3 separate regions of the Mus musculus genome follow, and regions 2 and 3 are each linked to region 1. The links are chromatin contacts, called in public HiChIP or PLAC-seq and promoter capture Hi-C maps. All regions are on one chromosome and are shown on one strand. Each heading gives the region's core, a stretch centred on a gene start, on an enhancer-like site or on the middle of the called end of the contact. The rest is flanking DNA. Distances are from core to core; before and after follow the strand shown.

Region 1 (3,698 bases), core at 489-2,988:
TCAAGGGAGCACACACCACTGGCGAGATCTTTGTCTAAACATGAGGGCCGTAGGGGGCAGGGTTTTTCTGGTTCCTCCAGCAAAGCTGTAAGAGAGGTGTCATCTCCTTGCTCCACCTCCTTGTCTGCTGTGTCAATCTGGATCTCTGGGCAATTAAGCACGGAGACCAGCATGCCTGTCTCTGTGTCTGTCCCTGGGGCCTCCTCGGCCTCTGCTCCTTCCATACATTCAGATCCCTCGCCATCCTTAGGCTCCAGAGCCCCGGAGTCGTCTAGGGCACACAGAGCATCTTGAATCCTGTCAGAAAGGAAGTTGCCTGGGGTCATTAGCAGGATGGTTTCTTTGCTCAGTTCAGACAGTGGTGACTCCAGTTCTGAGTCTTCACATAAGAACAAGGGGCCTCGGATATCTGGCTGTAGAAAATGGGATGAGCTATTTCCTACTTTTTTTTCTTCGAGCATCCCAGGCAAATCTCCCTCTACAGCTTCATGGCCTTCTTCAATCTCTGGGGAAGGGGCTGGCTCACTGGAGGTCAAGTGTACTGGGGCTGTTGCTGGAGAAGATGCTTTTCCTACTGGCAGACTCTCTACTTCAACAATCAATGGCAGAGATGTGGGCACCGAGGGCTGCTCTAGGACACTGGATGAGCAGGGGGGTTTAGTTCCCTGTGCTGCATCATGTCTGTACTTGGAAAAGATACTCACAAGAATAAGGTGGATCCAGTCAGGATCTGATAGCTTGCTGATCAGTGGTAAGATGACATTGCAAGTAATAACTTCAACCACAACGTGGCGTCCAGTCCTCGTCTCCAGGTGGGGCTTGGGCACTAACTCTTTTAGTATCAAGTTCACAATGCCACGTGCATAAGTGACCTCCGTGGTGGGACAGCTCATGGCAGGATGGGGAGCTGTAACCTGGCAGTAAGCATCCCACAGCTGGGAGGGCTGAACTGGACAGCTCTGCTCCTTTGCAGTAGCCTCCTTTGCCTGAATATAGCTCTGCAGGTGACAACCACAGAGAGTCAGAACCCTCTGGGTAAGAGCATGGCTGTCCACTATGCTCATCCGCCTTCGAAGCTCCTGAACCAACCCTTTCATGGCTGCCTCCATCTCTGCCTCGAAGGCCGGCTCATGGCTCACAGAACGATACCAGGATAACACGAAGTCTCGGATAATCATCTGGATAGTGCGGTTAATCTCCTGTTCCAGCTGCCTTTCTGCCTCGGGACATGGAGGACAGGTGGTGATGGTAATGAATCGTTCCAGGTGCAATTGACCTGAAGCCCCTAGGATGGCAGTGGAGCCCAGCCATCCTCCCAGCGCTACCAGCGATGCACATAGAAGGATCAGAAGCCACATGTTGACCAGAAGGTGGATGACCAGTAGCCAGCCCACCAAGACCCCCACGATCATTAGCTTCCGGCTACTCCATAGATTGCTGTGGACATAACTGGACTCGGAGATAGTCCCCTGGGTAGGGGACACTGTTTGTGCCTTCATGGTTGAAAGGACAGGTATGTTTCCACAGATGACAGCCTCCGATTTTATTTTGGTGTCAGGAGTGGGAGCATGAACTGTCACCGAAGAGAACAAGTCCAGCTGCTACTGAGTGAACTCTGGACCTTCGATACTACTGGCACTGCAGAGCGACAGAAAAAGCTCTGCTTCTCCCGCTCGCTTCTGTCGACAGGGCCCATCAACTAGCCTGTTCCAGCCGAGATGAGGAAAACTTTGCCGGCCTCCATCATGGCCCAGGCGGAGAGTCTCTTCGCAGCCCCGCGCGGCCCACGGACACTTACGAACTCCGAAGCAGCAGCCGGCAGATCGGGTCACACGTCGCTGGGGGACCCGTGCTCAGACTGCGCCCCTGGGAACGAACTCTTGGGGGGGTGGGGATCCTTCCGACCGCCGCGGCCAGCAGCCACAACAAGCTCCGGCCGCCCAGGCCACTACACTCCGCAACTCCAAAGTGGACAGAGCAGCGGGCCGGCTAGCAGCCGGCGACAGCTTCCGGGTCGCGGCCTGCGGGAGCGGGGTACGCTGGGAGAGCGGCCTGGTGGATCGGAGCCACGGACGCCCCCTGGTGGTGAGGAGCGGTGGTGACGGTGGGCGTACACACCGCTCTGCTAAGCTGAGAACCCAGAGCCCGTGCTCACCTGGGCCAAAACGGATACTCGCCCAGGCTCTTTAAAGTGCTGTTTGTAAATATCTCTAGAGGTTTAGGGAAACTTTCCGTAATGAGCTTTGTTTTAATTCCCTTGGAGACGTACTGTTGGGAGCTAGATTGATGAGGGATTTTAAAAATTCTCCTTGCTTCTTCCAGAACGCCCCACCTCTACCCCCACTCCACCCCCCCCCCCGACCCCCCTCCCAACTCTACTCAATTCACAGTCCACCTCTTTTGTTTTCCGGAGTAGTCAAAGGTAAGTATTAAGATGTGGGGCAGGTTTCTAGAGAGTATTTCCTATGTTTAGTCACTGGCTTGAAGAGTGGGTCCTTGTAGCCCTTGAAGCTAATTGGGGGAATGAGTTTATTTGACGTAAATCAGCTTTCAGTAAAGCGAGTCCCTATAAGATATAGTGAATTGCAAAATCTTAAGTACGTTCTGGAATGATTTTAGTGAATCGCAATGGTTAAAGGGAACCCATTAAGAAGATAGCCTTCGTGCTGAATCTTGAAGACTTTTCTGCCTGTCGGCTTCCTTTTCTTCCCATGTGCATAGGCATGCAAGGCAGAGGAAGAGACGTCTTGTTTTTAGTTTACCCTCTAACACATTTGCCCCTGTCTGTGTTCTGCTTTGAACACATCTGCCAGTTGTCAACTCAAAAAGAGTGACCTACAAAGAAAGTCAGTATCTGAAAGTGGCACTGGCTATGTGTAGAAGCATTGATGTCTTCTTTGTGTGAAGCCTCCACCTTGGTCCTTCTGGACTCTGCAGTGTGGCTCTCCTTTCCATTTGGACACAGATGAATGCCATCGCTCTTTACCAGTCTGTCCTCTGCTGTAGCCTTGAAGGATTTAGGCAAATTCACCAAATAAAACAAAACAACCCAACAACAACAACAACAAAACAAAGCAACAAAAAGCAAAAACTAAAACAAAACAACCCCCAACCCGCAAAAAAAAAAAAAAAAAACCAAGCAAAATAAAACAACCCTGTACCAGAGAGATCTTACAGCTTCCTTTTCTGTCTCCACTGCTGGTGTCAAGGTAATAACTTTATTTGAATACAAAGGAAACCATCATCTACAATTGGATGTGGTTGACAACTAACAGCCTCAAAGGCCAACAATATAGTTTAGGATCAAAGTGTTTCTAGGCAGGCAAGGTGATCTCTGGAGTTACAAAGCACTAATTCATGTTGCCAGGGTGAACATCCTTTCACTGTATCCTCCTCCCAACTGAAAGGAATGTGAGACCTGCAGACTGCCTGTCTTGTCCTCCCAAACTATCCTGTTGTTCCGGGAACAGTTACCTGACAGTAATGCTCTAGAGAAGTAAATATCCCTGCTGCCCACGCAAGAGTCACAGCAGAGACTTAAATGGCGGAGAACTAATGGTACCACTTAGGACTTCGCTTCTGCAGCTCAGAGAAAAACCTCCCATGCATCATGAGACCGAAAGTGCAGGGTAGCAACGAACTGACCTTGTCAGTGGGCGTTGTGCCACCTGAGCAGATGGTCTGAAGCTCTGAGGTAG
Region 2 (3,698 bases), core at 447-2,946, 620 kb after region 1:
TGCAGAATACCAAGCAAACTGAAAACCCAGAGAAACCACGTGAAACAATCCAAGGATGTAAATCACACATGGTGAAAGCCATTGGATTAGAAACACATTATCCTTGTCTGATTCGCTAACACCCACATGCTCCAAATAAGCTTGGAGTTTGATTTACACCCTGACATTTAAGGAAATGGGAAAGGGTGATCTAGTTCCATCTTGATAAATGCTTCCCCCAACCCCACCCTGTGTCTGCAACACCAGCCTGGGAGAACAATGGTATAGGGGAGGGTCCTAATCATATAAACAGGCACCTGGGCCAGACAGGGTAGCCCCTCAAGTGACCAGCTTTCTGCTTAGCATTGACTGGATCCTGCATCATCAAGTACAGCCAAACAGCTGTCTGGGCCGAGGATAGGAGCCAGGATTTCAGGCTTCAATTCTAGCCTTGTCTGTGTGTCTTCCCTTCTGGAGAGTGCAGACAGAACCCTTAGGTGCAGGTTGTTCCAGGATCTGCATGAAGCAACACATGTTCTGCATGAGTAGCCCAGCTGATAGAAAAGGCAGAGATGCTAGAGAAGGCAGAAATGCCGAGAAGGGGGCGGGGACATCAACAGTGACACACCTCTGCACAGAAAAGCAAATGGGCCTCTTTGTCCATCACCAGAGCCGTAGTTTAATAGCCAGGAGATTACATATTGTGTTTCCTGTGGATTTGAAGGCCTTGCTTTGGAGAGATAGATGCCCCCCAGGCAGGGTCCCCAGAGGTGGGCTATTTTCTCCTGCTCTCTCCTCCTCCCCTCCCAGAGCCTTTGCTTGCCAAGCAGTCCTGTGCCATAAACACTAATCCGTGCAGCTCATCTCGGAGGGAGGTTTAGCTGCATTTGTGAATTCAGAATGAAATCCCTCTCTTCCCCCAGTCCAAGTGAACAGCTGGCAGGAGATACTGATAGCAAGGAAAGAAGTCGTCACTTTGTTGGATGTTATCCTGAATAATAAGTGAACTGCTGACGACATTTCTGAGAGCTCCAGAAAACTGCCACCATCCAGCCTCTGCCACCACCTGGCCGCTCAGCAGAGCGAGCAGTCTCTGTGCAGCTCGAAATGTGGGTGAGCTAGAATAGATGCTAAAGGGGAAGTTGGGTAAATGTTGGGACATCGAAGCTCTGATACGGAGACAGCCCTATATACATGCACAAGCACACACACACACAAGCAGACATCCATGAGGCACTCATGCACGCGTGTGCACGTGAAACTTTACCATCCTTTGTAATGGTTAGCTTGCTGCAATCACTAGATAGATTATTAAGAATATCTGAAACTTGGTCACCTCTTCTGTAAAATGGGAGTACTAGTTTACCAAAAAGCCTGTTAGGACTAGACACCAGCGTGCGGAGGTCCACAGTCTGTCACAGGCACTCAGTGACTTATGGGTCTTTACTTCTTCACAGATAGAAAAGAAAACCGTGTGTGTACTTATCACTTTGCCTAAGTAAGAAACCTTACTGTGAGATTTTGGGGAGACGCTGGGGGCAGGAAGGGAGAGGACATTTTCTCAGCTCTGTATTCCTAGGGTGCAGAGCCATTATTGCAATGTCACTTGCAGAAGCAGTTGCAATCTGGCCACCAGTGAGCCAGGTGCCCGCCTGAGTGAGCGCCTGGAGCACAAAGCCCTTCAGAGCATGCTGAGCCCCTGATGACTGCGGACTCAGCCCGCCCCCAGCTGCACAATCACGCGGCACAAATCCCTGTATTTTCAATGGAAGGAGCCGCTCCAGTGGCTCTAAAGAGAGAAGGAACCACCACTGAACATGTCTTTAAAATTCACATCGGCTCTGCCTCTCAGGGGGCCTTGAGACTGCTTATGGAGGGAAAGTACATGATGCTCATTTATATGTGTTGTCCCTGTGGCCCAGGGTGGCCCAGGTGACAGCTGTTAGCTCTCTGGGACCACAGGAGCATGATGAGCCTCAGGCAGGAGAAGAACTTAATTAATCAGTGCATTGATTAAATACCTACTATGAGCCAGCCTCTATGATAGGCACGGTGGGAGATAGAGAACAAAAGCAGACAACCTCTGGTATCTGGAGTTCTAGCTGAGCTGCACTCGAAACACATGCAAAACGTTAGACGTCAAGGTAAGAAATGAACAAAAATCTGATCCAATAATTCTAGACGTTGCATAATACTCTGCTCCATGATTAATTGCTAAATGGTTGGCAATGACACTAAGCACTATGGGAAGAGATCAATCATTGTGCATTTACAATTGCCTTCTGCAGCCTTTGACCATAAAATGACCAGGTATTTCTAAGGATTTCCCCACCCTTGCTTATTTTTGAAGTCTGACAGTCTGTACCCTGTTATATAGATGACATAAAAATTCTTTTCTTTTTAAAGATGTATTTATTTGTTTTATGCATTTGAGTACACTGTCGCTGTCTTCAGAAACATCAGAAGAGGGCATCAGATCCCATTACAAATTGTTGTGAGCCACCATGTGGTTGCTGGGAATTGAACTCAGCACATCTGGGCAAGCAGTCAGTGCTCTTAACCGCTGAGCCATCTCTCCAGTCCCAACATAAGCATTCTTACTAGATGCCCCCATCCACTCCCATTCTACAAGTGCATGTCTGGTCCTTACACAGCCAGAGGGAGAGGGGGAAGAAATGCAATCCAACTAGAAGTCAACGTGTCCAGTCCTCTGTACTAATAATATGCCTCAGCACAGCTCTCATACACCCTGACACAGTCTATGCAGCTAGCTTTCTCTTGACACTACCAAGTACCCAAAGTCAAGACCTGGGATGCTTGGACATGGATCTTCTCCTTTGCATAGAATGGTGACTGGCACTCAGCAGTCCCTTCAACACATGGTTGAATGAATGTTCATACAATTCTACTGACTTAATGGATCCTCACTGCCAACACATATATACAAGGGAACTGTGAAATGAGGACAATGTGTTTCCAGAAAGAAAGGAGCCTCCGATATCAAAAAAAGATTATATTACAACCATCAAGGCTTGGAACTCACCATATATTTCCTCCTTACTTGAAGAAGAATTCGGTAGAATGAGGGCAGTTCTTTGTTATGTTCCATTGAATAGGTTCTTTGCTCCTGCACCAATGGCAGTATGCTGGATTTCATTTAGGTTGCAGAATAAAAGAAGGGTGGTCATCCGAAGCAGGAGAGTGCAACAGCCTAGTGTCACTAACAGTTCCATACCTACAAGGTGGACATTGTGCAGCATAGTAATAGGGACATTGATGGCACACAAATGACCAGAGCCCAAGAAATATCTGCTGAGCATATACTACATGTTCTCAGCACTGACCAGGTTACTGTATGGAGAATGCACCCAGAATATGATCCAGAATGTATTAAGCATGTTGTAATGGCTGATCTTCATCATAAACTTGACTGGATTTGGAATCACCAAGGCGACACATATCTGAGCAAGTATTTGAGGTATTTCTAGAGTTTAATTGAGGAAGGAAGATACACCATCAATATGGATCTGAATGTGTGCAGATTTGACATTCCATAGGGCCAGACTGGAGATATAAATAAAAGTATAAGATACTATGTATTCATCCCTGCTTCCTCACTCAAGATGCAGCAGAACCAACTGCTTCTCACTCCTGCCATCGCAGCTAGAGTGACACCCTCCCCTCTCGTCCCACACCATGATGGACTCGACTCTCAGTTG
Region 3 (3,698 bases), core at 694-3,193, 580 kb before region 1:
GAAGGATTTCAGTCTGGTGTGGAGGGCAAGATATAGGAAATTGGTAATGAGTTCCCTCATGATAAAAGAGTAGAACAGAGCAGTGCTTGCTTTATTGCTTTTGTTTCTTAGTTCTTTTCTGTAAACAAGATTTCCAAAAAGATTGATCTTAAATATAAAGAATTTAGGATTTTGGTTTGTCACAGAGGAAACATCTTTTTGCTTCAGGATGAAAACCAGTTGGAACGTGTCCACACTTAGCTTCAGTTGATTTATTCTCATCAGCTTATTATATGCAAAGCTGAGCGGGCAATGGCCCATATGGTTTGATTTTGATGTCACTTAGAGGAGCTGTTCTCTTGCTTAAATTACCCGGTGGAAGAATTATATTTATTTCTAATTATAGAATATTACATTTAGATGTTTATTCCCTTAAACTTCAAGCTATTTCTCCTATCTGTCCAGTGGGCTTTCCAATCTCTCTGCATACCATGCATTTCCCAAACTCCACCCCAAATAACCATCTGCTCCCACCTCCCACCTCATGCCCCACCTCATGCCCCACACCCCGCCACCACTGTCAATACATTCTACTATTTTTTTGTTTTTTGTTTTGTTTTTTGTTTTTCAAGACAGGGTTTCTCTGTATAGCCCTGGCTGTCCTGTAGACCAGACTGGCCTCGAACTCAGAAATCCACCTGCCTCTGCCTCTGCCTTCCGAGTGCTTCTACCAGAGCTCTTATCTCTCTACACTAGACCCAATTTCCTTCTAAGTTTCTCATTTCAGTGAGTTATTCCTCCATTAGCTAGAAAGCCAAGTGTTCCCATCACCTAAATCTAACTGCTCACTAGGCTTCTGGGTCTTTCCCATCAACCTTTCTTGACTGTATTACTCCCAGATCCTTCCCTTAGCTCAGGAACTTTGGGAAGGTCATAAAACAATTGCCCGTACTGAAGGGAGAGGCTAATTAACATTCCTCAGACCACAGGGTGGGAACCTACCTTCATTCTGCCAGATGGACTGTTGCTGACCTTCAGACAAGGGAAATTTTTGCCATCACATTCCCTAAAGACCAATCAATTTAAAGGGTGCACTGTTCCACCAGTCATACTGTGCCTAGTTGCTGATGCTCTGTTCGGCCCCTGGAAACCATATAAAAATTTCCTGACCGGGCACCAGAGGGTCATGGCCTCTCCTTCAGGTCTGGGGTGACCCCAGTGCAATGGAACAATAAATTCCTGTTGCTTTTTGCATCAGCTCCATGTGGCTCACTCAGGAGGTCCCTGGTAAGCTAAGGCTCCCCAGAGTCTTACACCACCGCCTAAATCTAACTACTCACCAGGCTTCTGAGTCTTTCCCACCAACCTTTCTCAACTGTATTACTCTCCACGACCATTCCCTTACCTAAGCTCATGCCTTTCATCAGTTCTATAAGCTTGTAAGATTGGAGGGTTGGTCTCTTCTGCTTTTCTCACCAGGTAATCAGGGACATTGTCCTAAGAATAAGGCTCAAATTCCCGTTAGCATGCAAGTGTTACTTTTATGAATCTTGTGCATGTCTTCATTATTTATTTCAACACCTCCCTACCAACTTCATGTATTTTACCATTTCCTCATGTTCTCTTTACAATCTCTGCCTCCACATTCCTGGATACTTCACACTCATTAAGACCCAGGATAGTGACTAACTCCTAACATTCCATGCTTGATTTACAACTGGTGGTGCTATTTTGGGAAGTGATGTAATTTTAGGAGGTGGGGTCAAATGGGAGGAAGTAAGTCTCATATCTTGGAAAGTTATGTTTGGTCTCTGGTTCCTTCTTTTTGTTTTGTTTTGTTTTGTTTTGTTTTTGTTTTTTGTTTTGTTATTTTTCGAGACAGGGTTTCTCTGTATAGCCCTGGCTGTCCTGGGACTCACTTTGTAGACCAGGCTAGCCTCGAATTCAGAAATCCACCTGCCTCTGCCTCCTTTGGTTCCTTCTTACTCTCTACCTTCTGTCTGCTGTGAGGTAGAGAACATTCTTTACTGGGATCAGTGATCTTACCCTGTTGGTAAGGGGTGTTGCCATGCAAACCTGGGAACCTGAGTTCAATCCCCAGAACCCACATAAAGGTAGATGTAGAGAACCAACAACACAGAGTGGTACTCTGACCTCCACACAGTACATTTGTCCCCTGCCCCATGCACATACATGTACAAGTAATGAAAAGACTATTTTAAAAGCCCACATTGTGGAAACACCATTCCTCTGCCATGATGATTTATAGAAATCATGAGCCAAATAAATAAACCTTTTAAGCTCCTTTTAAGATGGCTTTGTCAAGCATTCTGTCACAGTGTCAAGGAAGTCAACTAATTCATCCATGTCCTCCCATAAGTGTTTCTAGATCTTCCTTGCCTGAGTTAATTGTTTCTACATGTGTTCTTCCCTAACCTCCCTATACCTACCAGTGTGGCATTCCTCATCCCATGGACTGTATCCCATTTTACTCCCTTAACTTTCTAAGCAGAAATGGTATTATGTAGCTCATATTGGTCTTGAATTCTTTTTTTTAATGTATTTATTTATTTTATATATGTGAGTACACTGTAGCTGTCTTGAGACACACCAGAAGAGGGCATCAGATCACATTACAGATGGTTGTGAGCCAGCATATGGTTGATGGGACTTGAACTCAGAACCTCTGGAAGAACAATCAGTGCTCTTAGCCACTGAGCCATCTCTCCAGCCCTGGTCTTGAATTCTTGATGTGGCCAAGGATAGGCTTAAATTGATCCTCCTGTCTCATCCTTGAATGTTGATGTTATAGATGTATATCTATACTTGGCTCAGATTTAAAAGTCTTTTATGACAAAGCTTTACTTAAGTGTCTTTGGAAGCTGGGAAATGTTGAGAGTTGCCATTTTGATGGTATTCAATACATTTTGGTTGAATAAAGGAAAAGTTAAGTGTTTTTTTTTTTTTTTTTTTTTTTTTTTTTTTTTTTTTTGGTTTTTCGAGACAGGGTTTCTCTGTGGAGCCCTGGCTGTCCTGGAACTCACTTTGTAGACCAGGCTGGCCTCGAACTCAGAAATCCGCCTGCCTCTGCCTCCTGAGTGCTGGGATTAAAGGCATGCGCCACCACACCCGGCTAAGTTAAGTGTTTCTTAATAGGTGGTAAAATTTACCATTTTACCTAGGCTTTTTTTTCCTTTCTCTTTGTGACAATCCTGGCTGTCTTGAAATTTGCTTTGTAGACCAGGCTGACCTCAAATACACAGAGATCTGCCTATTTCTGCCTCCCAAGTGCTAGAATTAAAAAATGTGTGTCACTGAGCTCAACAAATTTAGCCAGGTTTTAAAAAGGAGACTAATAGCACTATGTATATCAAATCATAGTCCAACCATAACTGTTAACATTTTGTAGAACTGCCCAGTATCTCACACAGAAACTCCAGATCCCTTCAACCGCAATTCCCTTTCTATGCTCTTAGCTGGCAGTGACCGTTTTTTCTTCAGTTTCTATCAATCTGTCAATTTTAAGTAACTCATGTAAGTATACTTATATATCATTAGTCTTTATGTGTTTAATTCACTCCGCATATTTTCATATGTGAAAAGGCAAGTTATAGAACTTCATTCTTTGTTAAGGTTAAATGTATTTCATTGAAACTTATACTACTTTTGTTTACCCGCTCATGTTGATGGACTTATTTCTACCTTTTGGCTATTGCAAG

Evidence for each region. Promoter capture Hi-C pulls out the DNA fragments that hold promoters and counts their contacts. HiChIP or PLAC-seq counts read pairs in DNA pulled down with a chosen protein or histone mark.
Region 2: a contact with region 1 is called in a promoter capture Hi-C map of hippocampal neurons, with 3 times the contacts expected there. The contact joins the enhancer-like site here to the promoter of Snx19 in region 1. A contact is called at or near these places in 2 of 39 promoter capture datasets (embryonic stem cells and hippocampal neurons), 3 of 484 Hi-C or Micro-C datasets (cerebellar granule neurons and cortical neurons) and 2 of 115 datasets of contacts at active chromatin or transcription factors (astrocytes and forebrain).
Region 3: a contact with region 1 is called in an H3K27ac HiChIP or PLAC-seq map of trophoblast stem cells, with 6 times the contacts expected there. The contact joins the enhancer-like site here to the promoter of Snx19 in region 1. A contact is called at or near these places in 10 of 39 promoter capture datasets (the C10 cell line, cranial neural crest, embryonic stem cells and 5 more), 7 of 115 datasets of contacts at active chromatin or transcription factors (bone marrow-derived macrophages, embryonic basal ganglia, embryonic stem cells and 3 more) and 2 of 9 other capture datasets (adipose tissue and liver).

What each region holds. Positions count from the first base shown.
Region 1 is chr9:30,425,369-30,429,066 of GRCm38.p6, reverse strand. Snx19 (sorting nexin 19) reads right to left here and starts at 1,738. Exons shown (of 11, transcript NM_028874.2): 1 at 1-1,738. The coding sequence starts at 1,499. Gm30933 (predicted gene, 30933) reads left to right here and starts at 2,089. Exons shown (of 3, transcript NR_169179.1): 1 at 2,089-2,200.
Region 2 is chr9:29,800,484-29,804,181 of GRCm38.p6, reverse strand. It overlaps a transcript of Ntm not described here. Among named protein-coding and RNA genes, the nearest start is that of Gm15521, 170 kb to the right of the region's middle. Within about 2 kb of position 1,696, at least 47 of the 459 cell types and tissues checked have an H3K27ac peak or open chromatin away from gene starts, as enhancers often do. A contact at or near this core is called in astrocytes, cortical neurons, forebrain and 1 more, where this site is marked.
Region 3 is chr9:31,007,531-31,011,228 of GRCm38.p6, reverse strand. No RefSeq gene overlaps it. Among named protein-coding and RNA genes, the nearest start is that of Gm29724, 5.7 kb to the right of the region's middle. Within about 2 kb of position 1,943, at least 28 of the 459 cell types and tissues checked have an H3K27ac peak or open chromatin away from gene starts, as enhancers often do. A contact at or near this core is called in bone marrow-derived macrophages, embryonic stem cells and trophoblast stem cells, where this site is marked.